Linked DNA regions of Mus musculus: region 1 is linked to region 2. Evidence: chromatin contacts called from public Micro-C data. All regions are on one chromosome and are shown on one strand. Each heading gives the region's core, a stretch centred on a gene start, on an enhancer-like site or on the middle of the called end of the contact. The rest is flanking DNA. Distances are from core to core; before and after follow the strand shown.

What was found. Hi-C and Micro-C count contacts between places; a contact is called where the count stands out from the background.
Region 1: a Micro-C map of muscle stem cells shows a contact between it and region 2, with 6 times the contacts expected there. The contact joins the promoter of Xirp1 here to the enhancer-like site in region 2. A contact is called at or near these places in 1 of 39 promoter capture datasets (embryonic stem cells), 3 of 484 Hi-C or Micro-C datasets (the G1E-ER4 cell line, cerebellum and muscle stem cells) and 2 of 115 datasets of contacts at active chromatin or transcription factors (cardiomyocytes and heart atrium).

The regions. Positions count from the first base shown.
Region 1 is chr9:120,021,997-120,025,257 of GRCm38.p6, reverse strand. It overlaps Xirp1 (xin actin-binding repeat containing 1), which reads left to right and starts at 1,660. Exons shown (of 3, transcript NM_011724.3): 1 at 1,660-1,824.
Region 2 is chr9:119,476,747-119,480,265 of GRCm38.p6, reverse strand. No RefSeq gene overlaps it. Among named protein-coding and RNA genes, the nearest start is that of Exog, 34 kb to the right of the region's middle. Within about 2 kb of position 1,890, at least 50 of the 459 cell types and tissues checked have an H3K27ac peak or open chromatin away from gene starts, as enhancers often do. A contact at or near this core is called in cardiomyocytes, heart atrium and muscle stem cells, where this site is marked.

The sequences.
Region 1 (3,261 bases), core at 411-2,910, 550 kb before region 2:
CCTTCAGCAGCTGAGCCATCACCCCACCCCACGCTATGTTTTTCTTATAAAGAGTGGGCAGTTTAATAACACACACTACATGGTCAGCACTCTCCACAGCCATTTTCATGTGATAATTCATTCAGTGCTCAAAGTCACCCAGGGAGGCCTTCGCTGCTGGTTGTAGATGTTCCTGCTTCCTCTGGGACACCCTGTGAGAGGGAGGCTCTGCCACTTCTGTCCCTGCCAGGGACAACCAGGATTCTGGAGCAGAGGATGAGGACAGGGGGGTAGGGCATCCAAGATGCACCTCCCAGGCCCAAGCTGACAGCAGGATGGTATTGACACCATGGACAAGGTTCACAACGCACCTGTCATCACCCCTGGCATCTGAAGGCACATGTAATTCAGAAGGAAGACCGGACACTCACACCCAGGGAGGAGCCTGGTTTCCCACCTGTTGCCTGTGCCCTGGGCTACTCGATGTCTGACCCTACCCGCCCTTGGGGGTTGGAGGTGAGGTGGTGCAGAGTCAATGACAGACTCCAGAACAGGTGAGAAAGGCTGCAGCAAGCTCTCTCTATGCTGCTCTAAGCTCCTTTAATACCCTCCACCCATGCCCCATTGGTACCAAGAAAGCGTCTCTCCTAAACAGCAGAACCTGATTGGCTGGCATTGTCTGCACCAGCAGACAACTATCTCTCAGGCAGTCCTCAATTAGGTCCTCCTGCAGGAGATGCTTTTGTGGCTCTGCGGCCCGCAGGGTTTACATAAAGGCGGTGCCATTCCTGCTACACCCACCTGGGACAAAAGCCACTTCCGTATTTTCTGTGGCATCTCTCCACACCAGCCTTAGCGCCAAGTAAGTGACGAAGCCTGCCAGGTCCCCCGGGGCTCCGTGTGACTGAGGAAGAGACAGGTGCACAGTCTGTCACTCCATCTGTGACCACGAAGATGATGACTCCAGGGTCAGAAATAACTCCACAGTCAGTTACCATGTGTAGGTCCTCCCAGCCATTCCCAGAGAGTCTGGGCCGTGAGTCAGAGGGAAGAGTCTAGAAGGAGCCATGGACCCAGATCACTGGGCTGGGACACCATGCATTCAGCCTTCAGATCTTTTGATAAATTAAGGGCCTGTTCCTTCAGAAATCTCGCTCACCCCCAAGTTTACTTCCCTCATAGCTTCAAAGACCTGGACTGTGGAGCTAGGGTAAGAATAGACGGGAGACAAGGCCAGCTTTGTTTTTGCACGGAGAGAAACAGAGGTTGAGCCTTTTACATGAAGGTGACTCTGGTAGTGAGAAGCCTGGTCCTGCACTCAGGGAGATGCTGGGCTTTGGGCTCGGTGGACCATGTGTGGTAACAATAGCTCAGCATAGAGAGAGAGGGCCTGCGGGATGAGAGGACAGGGTCACCCACACGTCAAGTGTCCCCCTATTCATCTCCTCAAAATAACCTAGATGTCTCCATCCAGGACTGAGTCACCCACCCCAGTCCTCCGGGCAGACTTGGGTTGAATGGGACTCCTCCTCCACCCTAGCCCTCCCTAGCCCAGAGGAATTGTAACTGATTCCCCAGGATGGAAAAGTGACTTCCACGAGCCCTAAAAATAACCGGACCACTTAATACTCCGAACATAGCCTCTCCCCCGCCCCCACCCTCACCCACCCCTAGCCGGCCAGATAAAGGCAGCTGCCTGGTTGGCAGAGAACGGAGACCTAGAGCCAAGGTAGAGAGAGGCAGGGGACCCAGGAACAGAACAGAACTGACAACAAAGAATCCCGGCAGAGCGACAGACCCCAAGGCTAGACACCCAAAAGCACCCAGACACCAGCCAGACCCTTGGTGAGTACCCTCCCCTCTTGTGTTATAGGCTAGGCTACCGCTCTACTCCGTGGCCCTCTGGACCTTGCAGCGTGGGTGTCAGGAGGGAGTCTAGCGGTAGCGGGGAAGGTGTGGAGAGGATGTGGTACAGGTGTACAGGCCCTCAGCGAGGAAAGCCACCAGGACTTATCTCTAGAAGGTAGCAAGTGTTTGTATGTGGTCAGAAGTTGCTGTGGCTACCTCAGGCGGGCCCAAGAAACAGATTCATTCTGATCTAGTATCATCGAGAGGTAGTTTCACTTGGTAGCCGGGAGCTTTGTGTTGTTTTTAATTTTTAAATTACAGTTTTGTTTATTTTGTGTGCATGTGAGTGGGTCCATGTGTCGTGGTGAAAGTGTAGGGGTCAGAGTACATTGTTTCTCTTTGACCATGTGTATGACACATGATAAAAACAGGACTGGAAATAACAGGTCCTCAGAAATAACAGGACGTACCTGTACCACTGGCCCATCATTCTGGCCTGGAGTTCTGATTGTTTTCTGTTTTGTTTGAGACAGGATTTCTCAGTGTAGCCCTGGCTGTCCTGGAACTCGATTCGTAGACCAGGCTGGCCTCGAACTCAGAGATCCACCTGCCTCTGCCTCCAGAGTGCTGGGATTAAAGGTGTACGCCATCACCGCCAAGCAGAAGTTTTGATTTTTCAGATGCAGCTATGAGCCCGGGACATAGCTCAGCTGGTTATGTGCTTGCATAGCATGCACAAAGCCCTGGGTCCACCAAATAAAACCAGAAAAGATGCTGCATGTTTGTAATCTGTGTCAGGAGGGTCTGAGGTCCAAGGTCATCCTCAACTACTCGCTAAGTCCGAGGCCAACCTGAACTGGGTGAGACTCTGTCTGAAAAAGAGATAAAAATGCTGAAGGCCAGAGACCCAGGACAGCCAGAGCCAAACCATGGCCCAGGGCAAGCCCAGTCCCCAGCTATTGCTGGTCACGGTCTTAGCATAACCGGCCCCAGCAAGCAATGTTGTGCCCAGGCTAGCCTGTGAGTAACTTCCCTCCTGAGGCAGCTTTGGTAGAATGACTTTGTCCCATGGGGACATCCTCCAGCTAAGCCTGGGGTGACTCAGGATGGAGAGATCAGATCTGAATGTGCCCAATGGTAGGCATCTAGAGCAGGCTGGTGCCTAAGAGGGTCCGAGGTGGAGGTGGGTGGTCCTGACTTGCTGGCAGTGCTGAGTGACTGTCTCGGCATAGGGGACCTGCTCATGGACAGTTTTTGAAATTACTATACCCTAAACCTGCCCCCCCAAACCTGCCCTCAGAAGTCTCAGGCCAGATGAGAGTGGAGCCGGGAAGCCTGAAAGCCTGCCGCAGCCTTTTCTGAGACCTCAGCTGAGCCTCCATGGGCAGCCCCTGTCCCCTTGCTGGGTTTCTGTATCCCCTAACAACAGGCCAT
Region 2 (3,519 bases), core at 641-3,140:
TTCATTGTCTTTCTTCCAATCAGCCAGGGCCTTTCAAAGGGCAGTCCACATTGTAGGGTGTAGGTCACAACCAGCTTTTTAATAAGATCAAAGCCTCATGACATGTGTGTAACCTTGTGGAGCCATCTTACATACGTATGGAACTTGCAGGAGAGCATGTGTGATCCCTGCCAAGTGATGTCTCATGAAAACGTCCACAGGAGAGAGTTTCAAAAGAAACACCAGCAGGGCTCTGTGGTTAGGAGCCCTGACTGCTCTTCCCTGGGACCCAGGTTTGATCCCCAGACTCACAACTATCTGTAACTATAGTGAGGTTCCGGGGGATCTGACCTCTGTGGGCACCAGGCAAACATATGGTTTACATGCATGCATTCAGGCAAAGCATCTACATACATAAAATAACACAAGGAGCCTGAGGCTGCAGCCCCTCCACAGGACTGTACATGGTTGGATCTTCTCTCTCCCATGCTCCAGGGACACTAGCTACCCGCTCAGACTGGATCAGCATCTCCTATTGTTCTTGAAGCCAGCGCTTCGAGTCTTGGGAGTTCTTGATCTGTAGGGCCTTCCCCAGTTCCCTGAGGCTGTGAGAGAAGGCTTGTACCTAATAAAATGTCACAGCTGTCACCAGGCCAAATGGGGGTTAGGCTGGGGTCTGGGTGGCGGGTGACTCTATAAGGGGCAGATGCCAGCTCCTGTGTCAAGTGGGAAGGCATGCAGCCGGGAATCTCAGCCCTTGGCAGGGAGATGCTCCTGGACAGACGTCAGCTCTCACCCCAGGGCCACGGCGTTGGCAGCAGCCCTGCCACATGTGGGCAGCCCTCCCTCCACCGGCAGCTCTGACAGCCACGAGACTCGGTGTCCAGGAGGTTGGGAGGGGCAGGGAGAAAGATGCCTGGGCCCTCCTAGAGGCAGAGGCCACAGTGAGGGAAGTGACCAAGGACAAGCCAAGGGTGTGACAGATCAGTATTGGACTCAGGGGATGTCCCTCCCCCTCCCCCTCCCCCCGCTGAGCCTTCCAACCCTGGCTGCTTCTCAGGATTGGTGCTGCCATAGTGCCTCTCTGCCCTGCCTCCAGTGCTCTGAGCACATATATCCTGTCCATTTAACACGCTAAAGGCTGCGGCTGACCAGGCCAGCCCGTTTGTTCGCAATTTTGTCTCCAGCCCTAGACCTGGTGCCCAGCGCCCAGCATGGATGATGTGTGAGGATGTTTGTAGAATCAGAAAACTTGAGCCAATCCACCCTGGTTTCACCTGGACCACTCCATCTGTGCCCTTCCTATCCTGGACCACTCTATCTGTACTCTTCCTGTCCCTGGGGTCTCCAGCCCTTTCCCTTCCCAGCATTCCTACCCTCTGCTGTTTTCCTGGAAGAAAGTTAAATGTGGGCCCATTTGGGATCATCACCTGGTTGGATTTACCTATATTCAAAATGCAAGGAATGAATCTCAGGCTTCCTTCTCCCAAACAGACTCGGGCCACAAGCCTCAGTATATCCCCAGGGACAGAGGTAGGCAGGGAGGACAGGGAGACTTCGAGTAGAGCGGGTACTGAGGGACTCTGCTCGGAAATGACAGTCAGTGGTTGACAGCTGTCCAGCAGGCGTGCTGAGCTGCAGGGTGTCTCGGAGACCTTTGGGCTGAACAGTTGGCACTGTTCTTCATGGCATCCCAGTCACCTTGAGCAACAGCAGTGAGACCTGCGGCAGCCTAAGCCCAGCACGGGTAATGACCACACTAGCAAGCACTTCCTCCTATGCCAGCTCACGGGGCTGGCATCCTGGGCAGCTGCCAGGCACCTGCTGCTGACAAGAAAAGACCCAGTATCCCAGCCTTTGTGGAGAGACGGGCCGGCTTGGATTCCTGAGAAACGTGTGAGGTCCCAGGAGAAGCCCTTGCCAGGATGTGGGCTGACTGGCCAGTGGTATGTCCTGTCCTCCTGTCTGTCCCAACCTATGCCTGGCTGTGTGTGGGGGCACAGTGTAATGGGGCACACGTTGTGATGTGGGTGTGAGCAGATCAGGGCTAGGCTTGCCACCAGGATTTGTCTTTAAGACCACTTTTCTGTGGGAATCATCTACCTGCTCACCCTGTCAGGGTGAGACCTGTGGACAGCCAGAGTCAGTCCCCTTCTATGGGTAGGGCTGTGGAGACACCCCAAGGTGGTGTAAGTGAGGAGGGCTAGCCCAAGAGAAGAGGCCAGTTCAGCAGCTCTAACTGAGCCTCCTCATCCTGTACCAATCCATCATGTTTACAGCCTTCACTCCAGACAGGAGGCAAGGAAATGACAAAGGCAGCAGGGCCATAAACAAAAGCGTAATGGAATCACCAGGATGCACAGCCCATGCCGAGCCCAGAGCCAGGAGCAGGGCTGACCCATGCCTCCCACTGCCTCTGCCTTGACCACTAAACGGTGCCCACGGGGGTGCCTGGCCGGATTACCAGCTTCCCAGGCCAAAAAACCTTGATGTCATCCTTCCCTCCACTTTTTCCCTCACACTCCGTATCCAATCCGGCAGGAAATCCTGTTGGCGCTGCCTTCAGAACACATCCCAAGGCCAGCCGGTTCTCAACACCTCCCCTCCGAGGCCACCTCTGTGCTCTGAGTACCTTCCCTCCGCTCTAACTAGTTCTTGTTCCTAAGTGTTCTTAGCACATCCGTCAGTAGGGGAATCAGTTAACATGGCCTGCTCATACCCACGGCTCCACCAGAACTCTCTAAAACCCCCAGTCGTGGTCCCCGCCACCTCTCTGAATCCCCAACCCCCTCCCACCGCCGCAGCCTTTGGGTTTTTTTGTTTGTTTGTTTGTTTGTTTTTGTTTTGTTTTTTGTTTTTTTTTGTTTTTTTTCGAGACAGGGTTTCTCTGTGTAGCCCTGGCTGCTGTCCTGGAACTCACTCTGTAGACCAAGCTGGCCTCGAACTCAGAAATCCGCCTGCCTCTGCCTCCCAAGTGCTGGGATTAAAGGCGTGCGCCACCACTGCCCGGGAGATCCAGTTTTCAAGTCAGATTTATTTAGGGAGGTATAATTTGCACACAATAAAAGTCGCCCCTTTAAACATTTTTTTTTCTTTTCCTTTACTTAATGAGTGTGTGCAGAAGCCCATCTGGAGGTCAGAGGTCAGCTGGAAGTCAGAGGACAACCTGCAGGTCATCAAACTGACATCACCCAGCTTGGCAGCAAGCACCCCTACCAAGGCCTCCTACTAGCCCTCCCATTCTGGGTTGTACCAGTTTTTACCTGTTCTGGTGGGCCTAACCCTCATTCACTTGCTTGTTTGGGAGACAGGGTCTCACTATAGAGCCCAGGCTGGCCTCAACCCCATCTGCCTCTGCCTCTCTGCCTCTCTGCCTCTCCTCTGCCTCTCTGCCTCTCTGCCTCTCCTCTGCCTCTGCCTCTCTCTCTGCCTCTCCTCTACCTCTCTGCCTCTCCTCTGCCTCTCTGCCTCTCTCTCTGCCTCTCCTCTACCTCTCTGCCTCTCCTCTGCCTCTGTCTCTCCTCTGCCTCTCTGCCTCTC